Linked DNA regions of Zea mays: region 2 is linked to region 1. The links are chromatin contacts, called in public Hi-C maps. All regions are on one chromosome and are shown on one strand. Each heading gives the region's core, a stretch centred on a gene start, on an enhancer-like site or on the middle of the called end of the contact. The rest is flanking DNA. Distances are from core to core; before and after follow the strand shown. Region 1 holds the start of LOC100283964. Region 2 holds the start of LOC100277064.

Evidence for each region. A called contact is a pair of places that touch in the nucleus more often than the background predicts.
Region 2: a Hi-C map of endosperm shows a contact between it and region 1, with 3 times the contacts expected there. The contact joins the promoter of LOC100277064 here to the promoter of LOC100283964 in region 1. A contact is called at or near these places in 6 of 25 Hi-C or Micro-C datasets (bundle sheath, ear, endosperm and 3 more).

What each region holds. Positions count from the first base shown.
Region 1 is chr1:45,977,978-45,984,676 of Zm-B73-REFERENCE-NAM-5.0, reverse strand. LOC100283964 reads left to right here and starts at 5,165. Exons shown (of 10, transcript NM_001156862.2): 1 at 5,165-5,642; 2 at 6,310-6,395; 3 at 6,536-6,602. The coding sequence starts at 5,427.
Region 2 is chr1:46,383,246-46,390,057 of Zm-B73-REFERENCE-NAM-5.0, reverse strand. It overlaps LOC100277064, which reads left to right and starts at 1,851. Exons shown (of 4, transcript NM_001150731.1): 1 at 1,851-2,275; 2 at 6,082-6,151; 3 at 6,270-6,359. The coding sequence starts at 1,892. The coding sequence ends at 6,328.

The DNA of each region.
Region 1 (6,699 bases), core at 3,916-6,415:
TTCAAAAGAATTTAACTTTCTCATAGCAATGTGATATCTCTCCTCACGCTCACTTCTAGTTCCTTCATGTAGAGCACAAATGTCCATCCACAAATCATGAGCATTTTATGATTTCTAACTCTATTAAAAACATCTTTGCAAAGGCCTCTAAAAAGGGTGTTTTTGGCCTTAGCATTCCATTTCTCATAATTAAACTCTTCATCTACAAGATTTGTGGGATCTCTAGGTTCGGGGAATCCTTGTGTGGCGGCTTTGTAGACACCAATGTCTATAGCCTCTAAATATGCTTCCATACGAATTTTCCAATATGGAAAATCGTCACCATAAAAAACGGGAGGAGGTCCATCCCTAGCAGACATCGTTACTCTAGCGGTCAAGCTAATCTAAGAGCAACAAGGCTCTGATACCAATTGAAAGGATTACGATACCCAAGAGGGGGGTGGATTGGGCTTTTCTAAAAATCAACATTAATTAAAACCTAAGCAAGAGCCCAACTTCACCCCAACAACTAGCACTAAGAGAATAATACTAGAAATACAACAATGCTAAAACAATACTTCAAATACTTGCTAAACAAATACACAATGTAAAATGCTTGAATTAAGTGTGGAATGTAAAGCAAGGTTTAGAAGACTCCTCCAATTTTTCTCGAGGTATCGAAGAGTCGGCACTCTCCACTAGTCCTCGTTGGAGCACCCGCGCAAGGGTATCGCTCCCCCTTGGTCCTCGCAAGAACCAAGTGCTCACTACGAGATGATCCTTTGCCACTCCGGCGCGGTGGATCCCTCACGACCTCTTACAAACTTGAGTCGGATCACCAACAAGATCTCCACGGTGATCACCGAGCTCCCAACGCCACCAAGCCGTCTAGGTGATGCCGATCACCAAGAGTAACAAGCCATAGACTTTCGCTTGACCAAGAGAAGCCTAATGCAAGTGTTGTGTGCTCTAGGTGGCTCTCGCTAGCGCTAATGAGGTCCAAATGCGGGATTAAGATTCTCTAATCACCTCACTAGGCTTTTGGTGCTTGCAATGCTCTACCAATGTGCAGGAATAAATGTGGGCAGCAAGACATTGAATATGGTGGGTGGAGGGGGTATAAATAGCCCTCACCCACCAACTAGTTGTTACCAGCACTGTTCTGCGCATGGGCGCACCGGACAGTCTGGTGCGCCACCGGTGCGCCAACGGTGCACCAACGGTGCGCCACCGGTGCTCCAACGGTCGACTCCAACGGCTAGTTCTAACAGCTAGCCGTTGGGCAGATGGCACACCGAACAGTGAACAGTCACTGTCTGGTGCACACCGGACGGTCCGGTGCGCTGTCCAATGCGCCACTAAAATTCAACTCGTGAACCTTGCGCTCTCGGGTTTTTGCGTGGGGAAACCCTTCCCCTGGCCAACCTGGGCCCACCTGACAGAGGGCGCACCGGACAGTCCGGTGCCCCAAGGCCAGAAACCCTATCTTCTATTTTCTGCTGTTTTTCAAATCGGTTTTCGTTCTAACTTGTGAGTATGTTCTAGAGTGTCACCTAGCGCTATATGTGAGTGTGAATATGCACCAACACTACACTAGAACTCTCTTGGTCAAACTACTCATCTACAACCCCTCTTTATAGTACGGCTAAAACAAAATAAAAGACATAACTATATCTCGAGTGTCCGCAACTCCTTGACACTCGGACTACGTAGACCTTCACTTTTTGTTTCGTCTCTTTAGCCGTCGCTTCGAGTTCTTATCTCCGGGATTGTTTTCACCGTTGTAGTACTTCTACCTGTAATGCGACCTAACTTACCATTCGTCTCTGCAAAACACACGTTAGTCACATATAACATTACATTGTCATTAATCACTAAAACCAACCAGGGGCCTAGATGCTTTCACTTTGATCATCAAAGGTGTCGGTAGCGTAAACCGCTGATGACTGGAAGTATGGATGTTCTGTCTGAACCAGTATAAATCTTGCGCCCACCACGCACACGTCCGGAGCCCGGAACACGCACAACAAATTTACTTGTCGGAGTGAGGTTTGAAACACCGACATCTACAATAGAGTGATTATCAGCCATCTTATAATCATGAAAGCTCTCCATGACATACATGTCACTGCCAACATCCAATGCACTATACTTAGTAGTAAGTGCATCTCCCAACTCCTTCCCGTCTGTGTATTGTATATTCGCATTAACCAAACAGTCAACAGGGACGCTAAGAATTGCTCCCGTAAAGATAGTATTGACATCGTCATATTTTTCTCCTCTTGGGAGTCAGTACACCTGATGTTTGCCTTTACTAACATGAAACACATTTATAACAGTAAGACAGAGCGTGACCTTGGCTTGCCACCTCTTGAAGTGCATACCAAAGAATTTTTCTGGCTTCAACGCGTCGGCAAAACTAGCCATAGTTAAACCAGGAAATTGTCTACAATAAGATTTTTGGATTGTTGATAAATTAGACATATTGTATATTAAATTTCGAATATAAATCATAACCAACAATAAATAGTCTAGGTGTATGTTTCACAACAAGTAACCTAACAGATTACCTAACAACATAATTATAAAAATACAGCACATCTCTACCATAATAAATGAACCGGAGTATGATGTCAAATCAGATGATATGTACTGATCAGACATACTGGTAAACGACATGGGTCGAAGCAGTAAGGTCGACGACGTCGAAGCAGTAGAGTCAACGAGAAGAACCCGAGCAGTCGTTCCCAAAAACTTTATTCGCCCTCTCCCCGTGCAGGATCTCGAATGTGACAGGTTCTGAAGACCTGCTCTCCTGATCGCAGATACACGTCGGTACTCGGGATGAAGAAAACCACAACGGCGACACAGCAGTAAGCAGAGTCAAAAAAAACTAACACGTGGTTGGGATGAGATAGTCTCTAGCAAGGGCTAGCATACATCTTATATAGGACCACGTCTACGAAGCGACAAACTCACGATCTGATTTGATCGTGATCCGATAAGGTCGCGATGGGATAGCTAACTCCCTCGTTATATGTGGGCTTTTATGATTTTTCTAAGATTTAATTAAATTTCTTAGTTAGGTCAAGTCTGTAAATCCAACATCTGCATGAACTGTGGAATTTTCTTTTCGCAAAAGAAAGTGGCGTGTAAGCCAAACAATGTTGATCTTGAACCTCTTTCTCAGCGAAGATAAAAAGCACCTGGCAAAGGCCAAGTGATAGGATAGGAACTTGCACGCTGCTCTGGAAAACGTCGCTTGCTTTCATTCCTATCTGTCCGTTCTTTTTGTTGTAGTAAATAAATGAAAAGAAAACTTCTACCGGGGTAAAAATTGAAGTGGTAACATCAACAATTGCCTGGCGCGAGTAAAAGGAGCGCGCGGTGTGCAAGGGAAACTGCAACTGCAACATGGACTGCTGGCGTTTCGATTCTAGCTGCCGCACCGTATATTCCAAAGCGTACGTCGCTTCGCTTATGCCTTTGAGCCTTTCCCGATTTCGTCGTCGTCTTTTTCGCGTCCTCGCGTCGCCGTCTCTGACCCCAGCTGTGATCCGTGCTGGCAATGGCAAATGGAGGGGCGCGGTTGTTGGTGGCCGATGGGATTGTGAGCGCCACTTGCACTTGCACCTCACTCCCTTTCGACGTGATCCTCTTCCGTTCGATGAATCTGATGAAATCCACACTAGCGCCAAAGTGTCACCGGGCCTAAGAGTATCTCCAAAAGTTTACCAGAAGTCTCTCCTAAATCAAATTTTTTTGGAAAAAAAACATAAAAACGTGTCTACAACAGTTTTCCTAAAACGTTTATAACCTTTTCATAGCCCTTAAAACTCCTTCATTTTTGGGCTCCCTAAAAATAATTTGTCGTTTTAAGGAATCTGTTGAATAAGGGATTAAAATCTACCCCACTAATTTTTTAGATACCCCTTAAAACTGATTTTGATGAGTCATTTTCTAGAGAGCTGTTGATATGCTCTAACGTGCCTATTTCCTCGTGGACGAAAGATGGGACCTTGACGCAATAGAAATATAGAATTTGACAGGTGTCTGGTAGTCAAAGTCCCAATTCGAGAGAGCCACTTTTAACAGAACTAACAAAGTGTGTTACAGCTCTTTCTATTTATTAAATATAGAATATAAAATATAAAAATGTATGTATTTTGTTGGCGAAGTGAGTGTGGATATGGGTTTAGAGTTGACAACCATGGTTTAAATCCTCATTTATATAAAAGTTTAGTTTTTTATCATTTAAATTTTGGGAGCACGACGATAGCGAAAAACGTGAAAATTGTGCTTTATATAGTAGAAGAAGATATCATAAAAGTACACTCTCTCTATATAAAAAACACAATTCTAACATAGCATCATATTTTAAATTTAACCAATTATATTAATAAAATACCATGAGCCAATTAATTTTAGTTTGACTAGATTTATAAAAATAATATAAACATATTATATATCTATAAATGTGTTTACTATAAAATATATATATATATATATATTGCATAACTGATCTAATAATACATATTCGGTATTTTATATTACCAATTCTAATTTTTAGATAAACTAAATTTAAATTTTAGTTTTTATCAGGTACAAGGATGTCACGAATACAATCACGCGCGCACACATTTGTGCGCATCCAATACAAATATTAGAAAGACATTGAGAGGCCTAGACCTCTAGTACGTGCGACACACGCAATACTACTAAACATGCACACGTGTATATACTAAACCGGGAAAATCTTTAAGTGCTTGTTCGTTTTGCTCTCAAGATTGAGTAGGTTTAAATTCTAAATAAATCAAAATATTTTATAATTTTATAATACACATAGAATATAAATAACCGAACAAGTTCTAATGTGAGGTATAGTGTGGATCCTAGGATCGAACCTACGCCGGGCCGTTCGCTCATCTGCCAACGCGCCATACTGAAAATGCGAGGCGTTTTTTTTGGATGGAGGCGATGAACACGGTTTTAAAAAAGAGAATCGTTGATGCAGAATGGACCCGATCGTTACACATATCATTTAGGGCTATAAACCTAGTTAAAACTTCAAGACAACGGCCGTCTATGACCTAACTAAACAAGCCCATTGAGTACCTAAACCCGACGAAAACGCAAGCCTTAGAAAGCCCAGTAACCCGTCTTTGCCTAGGTTGTCCTGAAACCATCAAGCCCATTTTCTCGGCCTGCCTCGCGCAACTCGTCCCAGCACACCGCTGTGGCGCTGTCGTCCTCGCTCACCTCGTCCGTCCTCGTGAGCTCCGCCTGCCCTCCATCTGGACAGCTCCAGCCTCCAGCCATCTCCCCCCACCTGTACACAGTTACAAAGCTTGGCACTTCGCAGTTCGCACTCGCATGCTCTTCGCCCCTCGCGCTTACCGCTGCCGCGCCTCCCGACTTGCCGCCTCCGCCTAGCTCCGGGCTCTCCAATGGCCTCCATGCTCGCCATCCTCAGGCCCTCCGCGCCGGCCCCGCTCGCGGGGCGCCGGGCCAGGGCTGCCGCGCCGGCGACCGCGAGGGTGGCGCTATCTTCCAGATCTAGGTATTCGTCGGTCAGGGTGTCGCTCGGCTCCGAGGTTGCAGTGGGCGCCGACGCGCTCTTCGCCGACTATAAGCCCACCACCGCTTTCCTCTTCCCCGGCCAGGTACGCTGAGGCCCTCTTTTTTGCAAATTGCGGGCCGTGTGCACGCGCGTGGATTACCCACATGAGTAAATTCTGTGAATGGTCGCCATTATACGATGGTTTACGCAAGTAGAATGTCTTGACTTCGGAATTGAAGCCGGCAATAATGGTCACCTTTTTGCACGTTTCAGTAAACGTACATCAAATTTGGCAACAAAGGTTTAAGGTGTGATAGTTAGATACTTAGGGATACTCCCTCCGTACACAAATGTTGGTCATTCTCATTTTTCGAGGAGTCAATCATTTTTAACTTTGACCACAGTTATATAAGAAAATATTAATATTTATAGTATAGGAGTTTTATAGGAATTAGTTCAAAAACACAGGAAAAATGCAGGATTCAATAAATAATCCGAGCAAGAGACGTTACTTCACCGAGATACGTCTTTTGTATTTTTTACACTTATCCCCTTAGATACATTTATGTGGGTTGTACATGCCCGGTTGTGTCAAGAGTTTCTGTCGATTTATAATCTGGTGCTTTAGTGTGCTGTAATTGCATAATTCTAAAATAAATACCTCCACCGTTCTCCAATTAAATAATGACTTTTGAGTTATGGTTATGCCGACATCATTATGCCTATCCCCTACCCCACTGTCCATTTATTGCTGGATGCTTTGATTTCAGGGTGCCCAAACCGTTGGAATGGGGGCAGAAGCTCAGAGTGTTCCAGCAGCTACCAAATTGTTCAACCAGGCAAATGAAATCCTTGGGTATCTTCAAACCTCTATTAGTATATACACGTTTTTTTCATCTCTCCTGCTTTTGCAGTACTTATTTATAGTCCACAAGCGATCATCTTTCCAAAGAGTAGTGGTTACGCTAAAACTTTCCTTTGTACTGGTTAATCTAGATATGACTTGCTGGATCTTTGCACCAATGGACCAAAAGAAAAGCTTGACTCAACAATGATCAGTCAGGTAAGTAGATTTCTGAGTCCCAAGTAATTTTCACCAGTGGTGACATGCATAGTTAATTAACTTAATTCATTTTCTTTTCCATTCAACTTATTTTTCT
Region 2 (6,812 bases), core at 602-3,101, 410 kb before region 1:
CGTGATCGAGTCCCTCGAATGGACCGATCCCTGACTTAATCGCACCCATCAGGCCTTTGCAGCTTTATGTTGATGGGGTTACCAGCTGAGAATTAGGAGCCTTAAGGGTACCCCTAATTATGGTCCCCGACATCAATGGATCAATAACATTCAAAACTCGTGTGCACTTTATAAATCTTCACATCGCCTCTATTAGCGATCTTGTGAATAAGGTGATAGAGCTAAATTATATGCTTATATTTTTATGTGATTTAGGTTCCTTGGCCTATGTAATGGCACCATTATTATCACAATAAAGGCCCAAAGCATTAGACACGCTCAGAACCAAACCCCACTTAGAAACAAACATCCTGATTCAAACAGACTCCTTAGTACCTTCTAACGTTATTACATACTCGACCTCTATCGTAGAATCAGCCATCATCTCTTAATTTTTTCTAACTTATTACTCCTCCATTGAGGCATAACACAATTCCGAATGCGATTGACTATCATCTTTATTGATTTGGAAACTAGCATCAGTGTAACCATTTACAATGAGATATTCCTCACATGCATAAACTAGGAACATATCCTTAGTTCTTCGCAAATACTTTAGGATATCCTTTACAACCACCAGTGAGCCTCACTAGGGTTAGATTGATACCTACTTGTAATGCTCAGAGCATAAGTAAGATTTAGATGTGTATATACAATGACATACATGATGGATACGACCATGGAGGCATACATAATCACACTCATCATTTTTTTCTTATTAGGTGTCAAAGGACACCAAGTATCGCTTAGGGTAATGTCATTGTCATGTGACATTGGCAAGAAACCTTTCTTAGAATCTTGTATATTGAAGCATTTTAATACCTTGTCAATGTACGTACTTTGTCTTAATCCAATTAACACTTTTGATCTATCTCTATAAATCTGCATGCCTAAATGTAAGATTCCTCTTCTAGATCTTTCATAGAAAAACTATTTCTTAATGAATACTTGACGACTTGTAACATAGGAATATCATTTTCAATCAATAATATGTCATCTACATATACAACCATGAATACATGTGTGTGCTCCCACAATCCTTCTTGTAAACACAAGGCCCCTCTTCATTCTTGAAGCCAAAGATTTTGACTTTTTCATCAAAATAACAGTTTTGACCATATGATTTTGTACCTCAATCTAAAATTCTTTGCACTTTTCAAACGATTCAGACTTGTGCCTCGTTAAGTAGGCACACCCATATGGCCATATCTACTGAAGTCATCAGTAAAAGTGATGAGGTACTAAAAACCACATCTAGCTACTGAACTCATTGGTCCACATACCAAATAAGTCACTTGCTCTCTCACTTTGACCACTAAAAAGTGCCTTAGTCATCTTGCTACGTAAGCACAACCCACAAATCCCAAATGTTTCAAAATCAAGAGTTAAGAAGACCATCTTTGTGGATCATCTTTATGCATTTCTCATTTATATGACCTAAATAACAATGCTAGATAAAAGTGGGATTCAAATCATTAGACTAGAGACTTTTAGTATTAATGTTATGAACATATTTATCGTCAAGATCTAGGATCAACCAATTTTACCAGAAACTATACATACATGCTGTTTCAACTATACATACCAGTATTATTTATTATTTTAACAAAATTCTACGTGTCGTGATCACACCGATTGCTTCACGCGGTAGCCATTCCCACCCAAGAAATCAAAAAAGAAGACAGAAAAATAATTTAAAATTGTATAAATTCACCGCAATGTTCCGGCTCTTCCTTTCCACGCCACCAACTTTTCCACCTTTGGCAAAGGAGGACACCTCCTTTTCGCACAAAAGCCCCCGCATTTCTCTCAAATTCCCCTCTGTTCCCCTCCCAAGAAACCCCACATTTGCATGGGCAAGCACCTACCTGCCGCCGCCACCGCCGCCGCCGCCGCCGCGGTTCGCTCGTACGCCCGCAGCCTTCGCGTCCCATCCGATACCGCCGCATCCGCCGGGAGGGCAGATAAGACGCCGTCTGCCCCGCTGGATACGCCCAGGAAATCCGCTGCCGCCGCTGCCGCGGCCAGCTCCGGGCGGGCCGAGGTGCGGGATTTGGCGGCGGCGTGCGGGCTAGAGGCGGACGAGAGGGTTCCGCTCGCGGAGGTGGTGTCGGACTGCACGAGGCGGTGGTTCCAGGACGCACTCAAGGAGGCGCGCGCCGGCGACATCACCATGCAGGTGCTCGTCGGCCAGATGTACCGCAGCGGATACGGTGTCAACAAGAACGAGCACAAGGTGAGCCATTAAGATTCCGAGGCGGAAGCGGCTGCCTTAATCAATGTTTTGGTTCTGGGCTATCTGGCTTTCGGAGTATGGCAATTCTTGATATTGAATGGTTTCACTTTGGATCAGTTTTGGTCCTTAGTTACGGGCGGCTCCAAAACTTCCTCAGTGACTTGTCACAACTTAGTTAGGTTGTCCGCTACGCAATTTCTGCCTATTGTTGCAGTAGCGCTTGCTATTGGGGAAACGAGACTGTGTAGTTGTTAAATATTGTCCTTACTGGTAGTTTTGCAAGAAACTATGCACTTTTATTGCATATAATTGATATATGACACGATCATCAACCAAAAAAGAGCAGAAATGAATATCAGAAACTGTGATCTGTAAGATGATACATTTCCTGTCTAACTGGGGTGTTGGTTGACATGAGGAATAGAGGTGGCAGATTCATCCCAACTTATTTCACTGCATTTGTTGATAATAAAACTAAAGATTGCATTGTTCAGTTGTACTAATCATCCTGTTAAGATGCTGAAAGAAGCACTTGCTTCAACAACAGCAACAACAAAGGCTTTTAGTCCCAAGTTGGGGTAGCTAGAGTTAAAATCCAACGGAAACCACCAGACATAGATAGCTGTTTTTCATTCACTCTTATTTGAAAAGCTAAACCTTTGGATATATTTTATCCTTTTAAGTCTCCTTTTACTATTTATTCTCATGTCAACTTTGGTCTTCCCATGTTTGAATGTTTCCCTTCTCATTGCCATCATGTCTTGGGGGTGTTTGGTTTCTTTAATCACCCTCCTAAACTTTAGTGAATAAATTTTAGTCCCTAAAATTTCTATTTAGGAGGCCTCATTTAGTCATACCGTTTGACAATTTAGGGACTAAAAATGAAGTTTAGGATGTGGGAACCAAACACCCGTTAAAATTCCATTACACGTTGGTGCCTATGGAGGTCTCCGTTGGACATACCCAAACCATCTCAATCGGTGTTGGACAAACTTTTCTTCAATAGATGTTACCCCTAACTTATCACATATATCATCGTTTCAGACTCGACCTTGTCCTGTATGGCCACAAATCCAACACAACCTACACATTCACGCAACACTTATCTCTTGAACTTGTCGTTTTTTGTAGGTCAATATTCTACACTATAAAATATAGCAGGTCTAAGCCATTCTATAAAACTTTCTTTTTAGCTTTTGTTCTACCGTCTGGTCACATAGAACGCTAGATGCTTGATTCCACTTCATCCATCTTGTTTTGATTCTATGGAAGTATGGATAACATCGTCATCAATATTCCTGTCTCTCTATAGCATTGATCCTAAATAATGAAAGGTATCTTCCCTGTGCACTACTTGACCTTCCAAACTAACATCTCCTTCCTCATGCATAGTATTGCCGAAGTCACATCTCATATATTTCAGTTTTAGTTCTACTGAGTCTAAAACCTTTGGACTCTAGAGTCTCTCGCCAAAACTCCAGTTTCCTATTTACTGTTGCCTGACTTTCATCAACTAGAACTAAATTGTCCGCAAAAGCATACACCAAGATAATATCCCATTCTATTTCTCTTGTGATCTCATCCATCACCAATACAAAAAAGGTAAGGGCTCAAAGCTGACCCTTGATGTAGTACTAGTTCGTGTCTCGATCACTTGTTCGAACACTAGCCACAACATTGTTATACATTTCCTTAATGAGTCCAACATACTTTATTAGAACTTTATGTTTGTTCAAAACCCAGTACATAACAGTTCTTGATATTTTATCATAAGCTTTCTTCAAGTCATCCCTATACTGCTTCATTACTTATTAAGAAAATGGCTTCTATGGCTGACCTTCCTGGCATGAAATCAAGTTGGTTCATAGAAATCCTCGTTATTCCTTCAGACGATGCTCGTTAATTCTCTGTCATAACTTTATAGTATGGCTCGTCAACTTAATGCTCCGATAGTTAATACAAGTATGTATATCTTCCTTATTCTTGTAGATCGGTACCAATATACTTCTCCACTCGTTAGGCATTTTGTTCGGCGGGAAGATATGATTGAACAACTTGGTTAGCCACACTATAACTAGATCTTCGAGGCATCTCCATGCCTCAATCGGGATACCATCCGGCCCTATCACCTTACCCCCTTTCATCCTTTTCAATGCCCTTCTAACATCAGATTCTCGGATTCTACACACAAAGCGCCTATTGGTGTCATCAAAAGAGTCATCCAACTGAAAGGTTGTGTGCCAATCTCCATTGAACAATTTATCAAAATATTCTTGCCATTTGTCTAATCCTATCCTCCTTCACCAAGAGGTGCTCTGTTTCATCCTTGATGCACTGAACTTGTTTTAAGTCCCTTGTTTTCCTCTTACTGATGCTAGTCATCCTATATCTCTCTTTCTCTCCTTCCTTCGTGCTCAAACGTTAGTAATTATCCTTGTATGTCCTACCCTTTGTCACACTTGTAGCTCGATTTGCGGCTTTCATTGCTACCTTGTACTTGTTTTTGTTGTCCACACTTTTGTCATGATAGAAACATCTATATCATTCTTTTCTCTTCTTAATATCCCTTTGGACTTTCTCGTTTCATCACCAAGTATCTTTAGCTTCATCTCCACTCCCTTTGGTTGTTCCACACACCTCTGAGGCCACCTTCCAAATGCAGGTTGTCATTGTTGAAGCGTATAAGTGAATTGTCTACCTTCTTCTAATAGTTTAAGTTTTTGGGTTGAATTGGTTAGTGTGTCTACTCTAACATGGTATCAAAACTAGAGGTCTTGAGTTCGAATCCTTTCAGAGGCTAAATTTTTGTCTCCACCCATTTATTTCCACGTTTGCGCCTTTCTCCCTGGTTGCACGTGAGTGTGGGTGTTGAAGTGTATAATACTCTGTTTGGATGTCGATATTGGAGGGTTTGGAATTGAATTGGGTTCAATACCAAATCAGCCCTGGTATTCAAATGAGATGTAATTCCAATTCTATTGTTTGGATGTCACTAAATTGGAGTTTGGATTTGTGCGGTCTAATTCCATGCAATACAGAGGGGTGATGCTCTGTATTGGGAGAGAGAGTTTCTAGTTATAGTCCAATTCCAGGAAATTGGGTCTCTGATTCCAAATCTTAATTCCACGTGCAACCAAACAATAGAATTTTGGAAAGTTGATTCTAGTTCCCAATTCCGTGCTCCAATCTCTACATCCAAACGGGGTATAAGTGAATTGCCTACCTTCTCCTAACAACTTAAGTTTTTGGGTTGAACTGGTTAGTGCGTCAACTCTAACAATCATCTTCTCCCACATGTTGTTTGTGTCATCTTGTTCCTTTCAAGTGGCCTCTTTGATGCCCCTTTTTTGAATGGTACCACTTGTTATCACATACTCGGTGCTTGAGATATACATTCTAGAACTATTTTTTTTTCTTTGGCTGCCAGCCCCTTGTTACAAAAATTTAATAATAGGCCGCAAATAGGCGTGCGTAAATACTGAAGCTTAAATCTTATAAGACTGGATATGAATCCAGCAAATCTCTATTGTGCACTGGAGCCCGTAATAGATTTTGCAACTGCACAGAATAGGTTTGGATTTTGGAATCCAATGGGTAGTATGGGGTGTTAAAAAATGGAAAATAATGAAGAAAATATCTAATTGAACATTTGTTTCTGAGCTCACCCTTTTTTTCAAGAACCTCCATGAGAGCTGCAAAAGCAGGAAAAGCCCAGAGGGGCACTGAGCTCACCTGTGTTGGATTCTGTGATCATTCCTGTTGTATTTGCAACAAAAGTTTAACTGACCAACAACTTCATCATATAGGCAAGAGTTTGGATGGAGAAAGCATCAAGATATCGGTCTACAGTATGGAAAGTTAGCAATAAACGTCCAGGTCATATCTCACTTTCATTTCAATGTTTACAGGGCTCTTTGGTGTCTTCGTCATGCGAACAACTGTATAGATGCATATGGTCTTCTATTTGCTGACCTATCAGGTTCTTGTTTTGCAGGGTACAATGCCAGTGACTCGGACTCAGGCACAGATGATGCTAAGGAAACATGCAAATAAGAAAATTTGAGATTTTGACATTAATGGACGGGTAAGTTTCATGTACATGTGCCCTTTTCCTGGTAGCTAAGCATCATAATTGAGTTAATTAATTGAAGCACATTTGGTAGTTCATTTGTATGTTATACATTTAGCTGAAGAACATTTTCATTAGACAGTATTATCAAGACGATGTGGCAGCTTGTTAGACCTTTTCCATGTCCCATGCATACTTGTTAGTCATATTTGTGCTGACATCTAATTTTCCTTGTCACAATGATTAATGTTAAGAGGTTCTACAAAATATTTAGTAGCCCTGATCGGAGTTATCATATCTAAGCAGTAACAACATTGGAAAGACCTGAAAATATGACTTCCTTTTCTCTTGATCTCACCGAACTGTACTGTTCTAGCACAGAAAGGCAAAGGTTATATATTGAATTTGATATTTGTCAAAAGACTTGTGCTTTAGCACACCTTGTAAAATTAACACTTTCTGTTGGTT